Regions from separate parts of the Mus musculus genome. Here region 2 is linked to region 1. Evidence: chromatin contacts called from public Hi-C data. All regions are on one chromosome and are shown on one strand. The core of a region is the stretch at or near the end of the contact, and the rest is flanking DNA. Distances in the headings are between cores, read along the strand shown.

The links. Hi-C and Micro-C count contacts between places; a contact is called where the count stands out from the background.
Region 2: a contact with region 1 is called in a Hi-C map of bone marrow-derived macrophages, with 35 read pairs. The contact joins the enhancer-like site here to the promoter of Slc28a2b in region 1. A contact is called at or near these places in 1 of 484 Hi-C or Micro-C datasets (bone marrow-derived macrophages), 1 of 115 datasets of contacts at active chromatin or transcription factors (CD8 T cells) and 2 of 9 other capture datasets (adipose tissue and macrophages).

What each region holds. Positions count from the first base shown.
Region 1 is chr2:122,482,043-122,488,056 of GRCm38.p6, reverse strand. It overlaps Slc28a2b (solute carrier family 28 member 2b), which reads right to left and starts at 3,116. Exons shown (of 18, transcript NM_001085518.1): 1 at 1,967-3,116; 2 at 1,317-1,413; 3 at 1,122-1,213. The coding sequence starts at 1,397.
Region 2 is chr2:122,553,447-122,560,095 of GRCm38.p6, reverse strand. No RefSeq gene overlaps it. Among named protein-coding and RNA genes, the nearest start is that of Gm34325, 13 kb to the left of the region's middle. Within about 2 kb of position 1,580, at least 2 of the 459 cell types and tissues checked have an H3K27ac peak or open chromatin away from gene starts, as enhancers often do. A contact at or near this core is called in bone marrow-derived macrophages, where this site is marked.

The DNA.
Region 1 (6,014 bases), core at 1,867-4,366:
AAGCTCTACAAGAATTTAAAGAGTTCAAACGTGGGCTGGAGAGATGGCTCAGTGGATAAGAGCACTGATTACTCTTCCAAAGGTCCTGAGTTCAATTCCAGGAACCACATGGTGACTCACACTCATCTATAATGGGATCTGATGCCATCTTCTGTTGTGTCTGAAGAAGCGACAGTGCACTCACATACAAAAATAAAGAGTTCAAGCCCTTGAGGATCATTAGTCCTGCTGTGTGGGATGGTGGAGGTCTCAGATCAGCACACTAGTGTGCCAAGTGGTAATCATCCTTGGCAGGTAAGCAAAAAATATCAATAACATTCATGTCTAAATTATGCTTAAAGAGGAAAAAGTAACTTTGATGGGGGGTGAGGGGTGAAAGAGCATCCAGGCTATTCTTACACTCATTAAGACCAGAACTCATCTTCCTGTATCAGCCTTCAAGGTACAGAGTTGACAGTTGTGTAATACTAGACTAGCATGAAATTCCACTCATGTACTTAACAGCAAGAATTTAATCCCAGCCCTCAGGAGTTTGAGGCAAGAGCATATCAGTAAATCCAACGGGGCACCCTAGCTTATAAATGAGTACCAAGCCAGCTATAACTGCTTAGTAACATTTTATCAAAAAGCAAAGAGAAGAAAGAAAAAGAAGAGAACAGCAAAGATCCAAACCCAAACAAGAAAAACAAAACAAAACAAACGAACCAGGACATTCCTGGGCCAAGTTCAGCTATGGCTCTAAGCAGACTGACCATAGAATTTACATTATTAACTGTTAAACTGCTAACAAAAGGACGACATTTTGTGTCTACAAAAATGTACTCTGTTCATCAAAGTAGTGCTCAATCAATGTTATCCATTGAATGTTGTTGCCTTTGCTATTCTTTTCTTAGTGTTGCCCCGGCAGGCACTGATGGGATTGTCTAAGTCATGGGCTGACATTCAGTTAATTCTATAAAATACACATGCTTATGTAGTAACATGCAGTGATCCTGGTCCTGACTGTGAGTTAAGCAATCTAAGAATGAGTAGCTTTGATCTGTTCTCAGGCACTTTTCTTCCCTGCCCCCCACCCACAGGTTCTTGGTTGATAACTAAGCTGGAATCCAGAGCACCCTTACCTCCAGAGAGAGGAATGACCCAAGCCATCCTCCAGGCTGAGTCCCTGTGTCACTTCCTCTAGTGTGTTTCTTTGCGCAAGATTTCCACCTTCCTACAAGCACAGGTAAATATGAGATAAGCCATGCAGTCCTCTCAGGGGATCTAGAGACTGAGAAAGCAACCAGAGCCACACAGCAGCCACCATACTGAATTACCATGAGCTCGAGACCTGGGTTCTCCATGCCATTCTCCACTCTGGCCTGGGAAACAGACTTTCTTCCCTCTGACTTCTCCATCTCCTGTTATCACCTGCTGAAAAACAAAACTCAAGGCTAACACTGGCTGATTTGTCATTCAGTAATGTGGGGCAAAGGAGAAGTTTTATGGACATATCCTCTCAGAAAACACAAAACTGGCCTCTCTAAGAAGTCTTATGCTTCCATTAAGAATAAGAAGTAGAAAGATTATGAAGAGATTAATATGATATATAACAAAAGGCAGAATTTGATTTCTTGTTGTAAATGATTATGGGAAAGAGGCAATATGACAGACAAGAAGTCTGGGAGGAACTTTAATGAATCATTGGGCCTCCCAGAGCCCCAGGACCTGGGTTGAAATATAACCCACTTACTCTCTCAAACCAAGGGTCATATAGCATTGTTCTTTATCTTTTTTCTACAGCAGGCCCCACTGAGCTATGCAGAAAAGATTGAGAGAGAAAATGATAGCTGATGAAGTGCTGGGTGCCCAGCATTGCTGGGGGGTTGGGGAAAACAACAGATCAACAGATTGTTTAGATAAGGTTCTCCAAGGAAAAGAACACATAGAGTGTGTATCTAAGAGAGGGCTTCCAAGAATGACTTACAGTGTGCTGGATGGGTCCACACAGCCCAGTCCAACAATGGCTGGAACCTGGGAGTTGTTCAGGTTACAAAGTCAGAAGCCTCAGCACTTCCAAACCTGGTGCTTTGAAGACTCCTGGAGAGCTACCGATCTTCAATGTCCACTGGATCCCGGAGACACTGGAGTCTGATGTCAGTGAGGATGCACAGCTGCAGCAAGGATTAACACCCTCACCAGCAGCAGGAAGTGAAGCAGGCCAGCAAACAGCAGAGTTTCCCCCAGAAGACTTCTTTTATGTAGGTGGTTACCACTGAGAAGGGCTACCCACTCTAGGGGAGGAGCTTCTTCAAAACGTGTTTCTGACTTGAGACCAATGCTATATAGTTATCTCACTACCAGTGAAAATGCACTGTATTTTCCTCAGAAAATTGGCAAGGTCCCTGGAGGAATGTGGTCTTTTATTGTCCTATGCCTTAACTATGACAAGATAAATTTAAGAACATTTAACGACTGATAGCATCTCAGTCATTACATTACTGGATAAAGGAACACAAAAGGAATAAAAATACAGATATTTTCTTAATAAATGCATCTATCTACTCAAACATAGTCTGAACACAATTGGGACAGAAACATTCTTGGCACTAACAATCCCCATTTCTATAACAGATTTCGTAGCCTTACCTGGAGTTATAACTATCTTCTACACCGATTCCTTAGTCCCTCCACCCTCAGCAAGCACATCGGGCATTCTTGGTCCTTTACTTGGAGAAGTGACCAATGCCTTCACTCTTGAAGGGTCTGGGTTATGTATCATCCTACCTGGGTTGAGTTGTTGTAGTTTCCCTTGGCTTTAATCACAGTGCAGATCTCTTGTGTTTGATATGATGTTCCTTACCTCCATTGTAGGGAAAGAGTTCAATTTCATTTGGTCTGGGTCAACCACCCCTCCTAACTCTATGGTTGCTTCCAATGTGGATAGAGAGTAGTCTTAGCTTCCAGTTCAGTGGGATATCTCCAGACCAAAGCACCCCCACTTCTGGGGTCAAAACTTCTAGGCCAACAGAGCATAAGCTTTTGGGTCATAAAGCAAAAGTTTAGCTGGTGGCTCAATGGCGATGCTGATGAGGTACCTTTTCCATTTCCACATCTCCATCCTGGACCTGTGAAGCCTGAGTAATGGGAGAAACCATATATTGGGCACTGATTTGATCACAATGGACCTTCTAGAAACCTCAGAATTCCAGCCTGCTGCCAGCTTGCTAGCTATATAACTGCATCTTTTTTCAAGGTAGAACCAGAGATATGTTCTTATTAACATAAATCAATTACAGAGGATGGAAGTTATTATATTTTCATGTGTGCATAATGAACTTTGATCCTATTCAGCCCTACTATCCTCTTCTGTCTCCTTCTACTCCCAACAATGCTCCTTCTCTTCCAAACTAGCCACTCCTCTACTTCTAGGTCTCAATTTTGTTTTCTTTTAACAACCCAGAGAATTTCATTAAGGTTTCTTTACAGGGTCATGAGCTCCTTGCCAACATTTATACCTGAAGAAGAGTTGTCTCCTTTCCCTATCATCCACCAACTACCATAAATAAACCCTCAGAAAGGGGTGTGATCAACAAGTATCTCTTGTTCCCTATATAGAATATTGACCGTACAGGACTAATGTTATACTCGTCTGGCATATGTAATCATAGCTATGGTGAGTCAAAGAGTGCAGCAGTCATATCTTTCCCAGAAGTCATCACCCGACCAGCATCACCAACATCACCAACACCCTTCCTCCATCTCAGAGATTCTTCCCACCCTCTTTCTGTGATACTCACTGAGTCTTGTATGTGACTTAATAGATGTCTCATTTATTGCTGGACAATAAATAAGTGGTCACTTGTTTTGAGTACATTGAGCAGTTGTATCTCTTCAGACACCACTGACCAGTGTGGAAAGAAATCTCGCTGACCCAAGCAGATAACTCCTATCCCCTGAACATAAACAGTTATTAGGACTCAGCTTAATGGGAACATCATGTCCATCTAGCACAGCAACTGCAGTACTTCCCTATTGGGAAACATAACCTCCCAACCACAGGCCTTTAACTGTGAATTCCTTCCTGGTGGTTGACACAAAACCTAACCCCAACCACTATTGTACTGGTGGGTTTATCTTATCTAGTCTGTCAGTATTGTTGTGCACAGGGTCCACAGCTAAGTAAGAGTGTGAATAACAATTCTCCCCCAACAGCCTGCATAGCACCTTCTGGCTTTGGGAGAGATAGCCAACAAGGAAGAGATTTCCAGCAAAGTACTAGCTTGGTTTTCTATGTCTTGTGATCAAAAGATGGGGCATCTTCAGCAATCTGGTTTTGCTACCTAGTCCTGGTGAGCAAACAGTAGCAGAGACAGGTCTTGCCCCCTCCCGTGAGACTCCCTAACCAACAACCCTCGAGGAAGAATCTCATCCCTGACACAGGTTTTCATTAAACAACCCAAGACTCGGAGTTACTTAACAACTTTTTCTACCTACTGGAGGTTCGTCTATTTAAACTGTTTACTTTATGTTTGTTTCCTATCAGGACTCATGTTTCCATGTGGTGTTTTCAAGCATCCTTAGTTTGTGTTGACTCCTCTCCTCTGTGTCCTGGCCACACCTCCTACACCTCACACTCCCATCATTCCCCTTTCCATCACAGACATTCTACTTCCACTAAAGATTACCTTTTCCCCTTTATCATGTGATCCTTTTTACTTTCCTGGGATCTACACTGTTACTTCCACATAAATGTACATATATAAATGTTGGAAGACAGGATCCACCTTGAGGGAGAACTGAGAACCTCAGTATAGTTTCTGTTCCTATTCATTTTCCTGCACTGTATCTATGTCTTTAAAAAAAGCCATTTTGCTGGTTGGTGGTGGCACATGCCTTTAATCCCAGCACTTTTGGGAGGCAGAGGCAGGCAGATTTCTGAGTCAAGGCCAGCCTGGTCTACAAAGTGAGTTCCAGGACAGCCAGGGCTACACAGAGAAACCCTGTCTCAAAAACAAACAAACAAACAAAACAAAAAACAAATGAACAAAAAAAAAAGCCATCCTACCATTTATTCAAATCAGTTGCTTCAAGCTGATGGAGAACATGGTGGTTTGAATGAGAAATGTTCCTCATAGGTTTGTGCATTTCAAAAAGGACCAACAGCTGGTGGTGCAGTTTGGAGAGATCATAGAATGTCTAGGTTCAGCCTTACTGAAGGAAGTACATCTCAAGGCTGGTATTTGAGGGCTTACAGCCTCACCCAATTTCCTGCTTCTCTCTGCTTCCTGTGTGTGATTGCTATGTGAGCTCCCAGCTCCCTGTTCCTGCTGCCATGCCTGTCTGATACCATGCCAACCCTGCCATTCTGGATGTAGCTCTCTACAACCATAGTAAAAATAAACTTTATTTCTTTTAAGTTACTTCTGGTCATGGTATTTCATCACAGCAATAGAAGTGTAACTAATAACCCCATCATTGTACTTCTTTATGTATATGAAGTGAGTTCTTTGGTCAGAAACAATATGTGGAATACTACAAAAGCTCTTATTAATCCAAAAAATTGTACTTTGTCTGAATCATTGACCTTCAGGAAAGGCAAATCCATCACCAGAAGAAGTATCTCTTAAAGTGGGAACAAATCACTGCCATTCTTTACTATAGAAGTGAACTGATACAGTCCACCTATCACCTAGCTTCTAGCAGCTCATACTGCAGCATGTCATGATATCAGGACACAGAGTTACAGCCTTGGTAATAAGGAGTTCATGCTGTTGAACTTATGTGCACCATGGCAAGTATGTTCATGTGCCCCATGAGCCAATAATAGAGGAGTAGGAGATGAATTAGCACTCACAGAACAATCTATATATTTGGCTATTAAAATCCTCTGCTGATGTTAGGTTTGGTGAGCAACTATATAAGACACAAATATCTTAATATTTTGGTGGTCTCCCCACATCCTTCTTTGCCATGCACTCCAGTCAAGTCTGCTTGACAAGCTGAAAAGTCTGGAAGCACTCATGAGAAAGAGT
Region 2 (6,649 bases), core at 331-2,830, 74 kb before region 1:
ATAGCTAAGAGGGTAGATATCTGCCCTCTAGTTCTAGCTCTAGTGCTTTAAAGGCTTATCATAAGTAAAAAAGGTTTTGTGTCTTTTATCTGGGAACTAATGGGTAGAAACTCTCAATTAATATTAAATATTTACCACAACAAATTGGAGAAAGGAGAGAAGACATCTATGTTTCATATTGACTTTCACAGAATTTTCACTGTGAATACAGCAACCCTGCCCACCACTGTGACTTGTATTTTTATCTCAGACACTTTTATCCATTCAGAGGTTTCTAGTGCCCCATCACTTGCGCTTCCCTCACTGATGGTTTACTGGTTACCATTCTGTTGGGAACTAAAAAGGGGGCCCTGGGGAAGTGGGGGAAGGGAGAAAGACCCACGCCCCTCCAGAGTTCCACCTATTCTCTGGTCAGTCAGGCATGGGAGGACTGCCATACATCTTCTGCTCATTCCTGGGTGGGCATCCTCTAGCCCATTCTTCGGGGGGTGGCTAAGGGACAGCCCTACCTGGGATTCCCAGAGCTACCTTGCTAAAGTCCCAAAGTTATAGGAGAGAGGTATGAGGGAAGAGGTTCCCAACATCTGCGAGTGTGCGCACAGTGGATCTTGATGAGAAGAGACTCTCTATGGTTTTAGAGCTTTATTATAGAAATTCAGGGGAAAAAAGAGAAGGGAGGGGGCTAGAGAGGAAGAGAGAGGGGGGAGCAGAGGAGAGGAGAGGAGAGGAGAGGAGAGGAGAGGAGAGGAGAGGAGAGGAGAGGAGAGGAGAGGAGAGGAGAGGAGAGGAGAAGACAAAGAGAGAGGAAAGAGGAGAGAGGAGTGAGAGAAGTGAGAGGTAAGAAAACAAAGGGGTGAGAGACAAGTAAGAGAGCAAGGTGGGGCTGAGCAGCCCTTTTTATGGTCTTCACTGTTGCTAGGTAACTGGGGAGGAGTTTAGCCTGAAGGTCAGAAGCTTGAGCCATTGCCTACGTGACTTCTAGCCATACTTCTCTTGTGTGTTTGGGGGTTGGGGGGAGGCAACTTAGGCAGGGGCCAGAGTTCCAGGAGCATAAGGGAACGCCTACTGTGTCACATAGGTGAATTATCACTATTTCCGGGGTTCAGACCTCAGCTCAACTGGAGGCCAGCCTGTCTGTGCAGAGCCCAATGCCCCACACCACTCCACTAAGTCAGATTCCACTCTTGCATCTGCTCCATGGCTTTCAGAAGGTGGTCGCTGTTTTCATTTTGCCCAGTGTCTTTGTCCTTGTGTGTTTGTACAGTTTGACATAATTGTCATTTTAGAGGGTGTGGGACAGGCAGCAGAAACAAAAAGATGTTCATTCAATCACATCTAACTAGGATACCTGCAACGTCTAGTTCTGTTATTTAAAATGCACTTTAAGCAAGGAAGGAGTAGATGAATAACTGACCATGATATTGAGGTGTTACATCCTGGGAAGTTTATGGGAAGAAAAGGAAGAGTCTGTCTAGGAGACGCTTCACTGAAGAGATAAACTCTTAACAAGTAAGCTTGAAGGCTTCTGTCCCTCCCTCCCTCTCCTCCCTTCAGTACTGGCACACTAGGGGGTGCTGCCTACCAAGAAGTCTCAGCGGCACCCCACTGAGCCTCTCCTGTTAGTTCTTTCAGAACCCAATGAGCTGCTTCCCAGAACTCCAGCCTTCAATTTCCCACTTGATAGCCCTGCAGGCAGAGCAAGGGGACAAACTTCATCAGTCAATGGTGTAGGCCAGTCCTCTATTCTGCTAGAAAACCTAGCTATCAGTAAGAGAGATGGATGCACTTCCAAATTGGTTACTTCTTTCGAAATCCTTTCTCAGCCCAAGGGACAGTAGCTGCCCTATTCCTCTGCTGTTCCTGTATTCTGTTACCCCTAATGGTTTTCTTCATTTTACCATAGTATAATTCTTTTTCAAACCATTTAAGATTTTTTTTATTATAAAACTTTCCAGGCAAATGCAAAAGGGGGGAGTCCAGGTGCCCAGCTCCCAGTTTCTCTCTGTGCATTAGTTTTATCCTGTCTACTCTTTCATGTCATATGGCTAGAGAATTTTAAATCAAACTCAGAGATCATGTCACATATGTCACCTCTAAATAATTCAATGTGCATCTCAAAAGAAATATGTGAATAAGCAGAGTGTGATGGCACTCAGCTGTACTCCAAGCACTTGGGAAGCCAATGCCGAAGGACCACTAGATCAACGTCAACTTTCACAATGAGACCTCATCTCAAAACAAGAAAAAGAGAACTATGCAAATAGGTTTTTTTGCATAATCACAATGCCATATCTTGTCCTTAATTCCTTAATGTCATTCAATATCCAAAATGCTAATTTCTTCTATTACCTAAGAAAAAACTGTAATTATCCTGTAGAGTCAAAATTAATAACAAAAAGTTACTCATTTAACTTAGTTACATCTCTTGAGATTCTTTTAAGTCTTGGAAGTTTTGTGCATCTCTCAGTCTAGTGCAGTATCACCCCCCCCCCCATTTTACTTCTGTTTGAATTGATTTATTGATAGAGTGAGAGTCCAACACCAAGACCCTCTTCTGGTATTAGAGATGTTACTTTATTCATCTGTTTTATCTTATACATGCAATATTTGCACTAGAGGTAAAAATAATTTTTTTAAAAAGTATTTTATGTGTATGAATATTTTGCCTGCATATATGTCTGTGCACCACAGCATGTCTGTGCTTACGATCCCCTAGGACTGGAGGTACAGAGAAGATTGTCTCCCCTCAGCCCTCCTTCATGTAACATGTGGGTGCTGGGAATCATACCTGAGTCCTCTGGAAAGGTAACAAGTGTTCTTAAACATTAAACCAACTCTCCAGACCCTTCTGATTATGATTCTCAAGATCTCCCTGGGTAGGGAGATGTCTCAGTGGATAGTGTTTGGTGTTCAAACATGAGGACCTAAGTTCAGATCCCTAGGACCCATGTAAAAGATGGGTGTGATTATGAGCATAAACAATCTAGTTTCTTCACTAGCCAGCCAGAATCCAGGGGAAAATGGGAACACTAGGTTCAGTGAGAGGTCCTTTCTAGAGGAAATGAGGCAGAGAGATTGAGCGGGACACCTGAGCTCCTTTTGCCTCTGCACATATCTAGGCATGCATAATTGTACATCCATGCACACACACACACACACACACACACACACACACACACACACAAATTCCTTCTAGGTAGTGCTGTACTTTCTATGCACCGATAATGGTACACATAATGTTAATTGTTTTAGTTCTTGTGGCTCTAAGATTGATCTTTGAAGCGAGATATGGTGGTGCATACATATAAAGGAAGATCTTGTGCTTCAGGCCAGCATGAGCTACACAGGAAACCTTGTTTCAAACAATCCAAAGCCAATTTATTTTTAACTAATTTCAGGCTTAAGGAAATGTTACAGAAACAACTTATCATTTCCTCATAGCTTTGTCTAATGCTAGCATCTTATATAAGTATCACCATCAAGAACAAGAGGTCAACCGCAGTATAATGCTATTATCTAGAGCACAAAACTTATTTGAATATTAGGATATTTCCACTTCCATTTGTTTTTGTTCTAGGAGTTTATACATTAAATTTAGTTTCATTTTGCTTCATCAAGAATATTTTTTTTTTAGTGGTAGGACAAAATACCAGACAGAAGCAACTTAAGGGAAGGGCCATTCATTTTTTACTATGCTTAATTCCCAAAGAATATTTTGTATGTTTTGAAACAATTTAATATTCAACATTAGGTATAGGATCCTCAGTTATGGATAGTATTCAATATTCATTAATGATATTTTTAGGATATGAAAAGATATGAATATAAAAGTTGAACAAATGTTTATGCATTATTTGATTCTCAAAATAATATTATTAATGTTTGGTATATAAAATACATTTAAATAATAAAAATTTATGAAAGGAAAAAAAAGAATATATTTTTAGTGGTAGGACAAAATACCAGACAGAAGTGACTTAGGGGAAGGGCCACTTGTTTTAACCAGTCTCAGGATGAGAAAAGTACAGCAGTGATCACAGCAGTGAGGACAGCCCTGTCCACTGCAGCGGGAGAGAAGGCAACTTGCTCATAACTTAGTGATTGGCCAGCGAGCTCAGGCTGAAACTGGAGCCAGATCTGATCCTCTCCTGGGCCATCTAGACCCCATGTCCAGAAGGTTCCACAACCTTCTGAAATATCACTACCAGCTAGAAACAAGTGTTTATTTAAAATAAGCCCACAGGAGACATTTCACACTCAAACCATAGGATCCTAACCCTGGGCCCCAACAGGCTCATTGCCATCTCATGGTGAAAATGCATTCAAATCCAATTCCAAAGTCTTTAAGGTCTTAAAGCTCCAACACTGTCTAGAAGCCCAAAGTCTTTTCTGAGATGCGAAGCAATCTCTTTACGTTGAGTACCTGTAAAGTCGGGAACGAAATTACGTAATTCCAACATAAAATGGCACAGAATAAACATTCCCATTCCCAAAGGAAAGAGTAGAGAAATAACAGATAACCGCCGACCAGAGACTGAAACCTAGTGTGGGAAACTCCAAACCCTGCATTGTCCACCATCCAGGACTCTGGTGACCTCATCTGGAGTCCAGTGGGTGTGGGTAGCCCTTGAACCTTGGTAAAGGCCTCCATAAAGGCTGTACCAACTCTTGTATCTCGCATGCCTAAAAACCCAGTACCACATGAACAGTAACATCAAGTTTTGCAGCTAGCACAGATCTACCCTGGCCTCTCTCACCACAACTATAGTGACCTGTGTAGTTGGTAGCCAAATCTAGGGACAAACTTTCCTCAGAAGCTGTTTTGAATTAGGAAACCCTTGCATGAATACTCTTTGTTTAAGCATTCTTTTTCACGTGAATCTCCATTTTCATACCCTAAAGCCTTTGGTTGGGTAGGCCTTTGCCCTCAGCAGGCCTTTCCTAGTGTCTCAATGCAGAGAGTAAGGCTTCTCCTTAACCCTGCTTATTCCTTTAACTACTGTGGCTCCTTTGTCGTGAGAACTTTGCTCACAACTTTAACTGGGCTCAAATATCTTTCTTGGCTAAATTTCTCTTTTTACATATTTCTGTTCTTTCTCACCATAAACTTGGCTAAAAGACAAGAGTAAAAAAGCCATCAGACTCAGACAGGAGTATAGATAAATCAGTGAAAGCTGTTCAGGGAATTAAAGTCAGGAAAGGTTAGCTGAGTCCAGAAAAGTTGTAAACAGTAATGCCAGCCAGTGGGGTCTCCAGGGAGAGAGTGAGGATTGAAAAGAAAAAGACAATTAGACAACATTATAACAGCCAGTTCTGAGGCTGAAGAGGGTTTATCCTTTTCCAGTCTGCTTTTATATCATTCTAGATACATACAAACAATATGGCCAGTCCTAAGTTATAAACAAAGTAGTCAAGAAACAAACAAAGCATAAACTGAGTAGTTAAGGAACAAAGCATAAACAAAGGTCCCATAATTACTGTATTCAGGGTCTTAACAAGACCCATCAAGATACAAAGAACACCACATTTTCTGTATCCATTCCTCTGTTGAGGGACACCTGGGTTGTTTCCAGCTTCTAGATATTATAAATAAGGCTGCTATGAACATAGTGGAACATGTATCCTTATTACATGCTGGAGCATCTTCTAGGTATATGCCCAGTAGTGGTATAGCTGGGTCCTCCAGTAGTACTATGTCCAATTTAGTGAGGAACTGCCAGACTGATTTCCAGAGGGGTGGTATCAGCTTGCAATCCCATCAGCAATGGAGGAGTGTTCCTCTTTCTCTATATCCTTGCCAACATCTGCTGGCACCTGAGTTTGTGATCTTAGCCATTCTGATTGGTGTGAGGTGGAATCTCAGGGTTGTTTTGATTTGCATTTCCCTGATGACTAAGGATATTGAACATTTCTTTAGGTGCTTCTCAATCATTTGAGTTTCCTCTGTTTAGTTTGTGTTTCCATGATCTGTTCATTGAGGAGAGTGGGTGTGTTGAAAATTCCCACTATTATTGTGTGGGGTTCAATGTGTGTTTTCAACTTTAGTAAAGTTTCTTTTATCAGTGTGGGTACCCTTGCACTTGGAGCATAGATGTGAAAAATTGAGAATTCTTCTTGGTAGATTTTTCCTTTGATGAGTATGAAGTGTCCTTCCTTATCCTTTTTGATAACTTTGAATGTCAATATCAGAATAGCTACTCCAGCTTGTTTCTTGGGACCGTTTGCTTAGAAAATTGTTTTCCAGCTCTTTACTCTGAGGTATTATCTGTCTTTGACACTCAGGTGCATTTCCTGTATGCAGCAAAATGCTGGGTCCTGTTTACATATCCAGTCTCTTAGTCTATGTCTTTTTATTGGGGAATTGAGGCCACTGATGTTAATAGATATTAAGGAATAGTGGTTGTTGCTTCCCATTATTTTTGATGTTATTTTTATGTTTGTGTGGTTATCTTCTTTGGGGTCTGTTGAAAGAAGATTACTTTCTTGCTTATTCTAGGGTATAGTTTCCCTCCTTGTGTTGGGGTTTTCCATTTATTATCCTTTGTAGGGCTGGGATTATCAAAGATAATGTGTAAATTTGGTTTTGTTATGTAATATCTTGGATTCTCCATCTATGGTAATTGAGAGTTTTGTTGGGTATTGTAGTCTG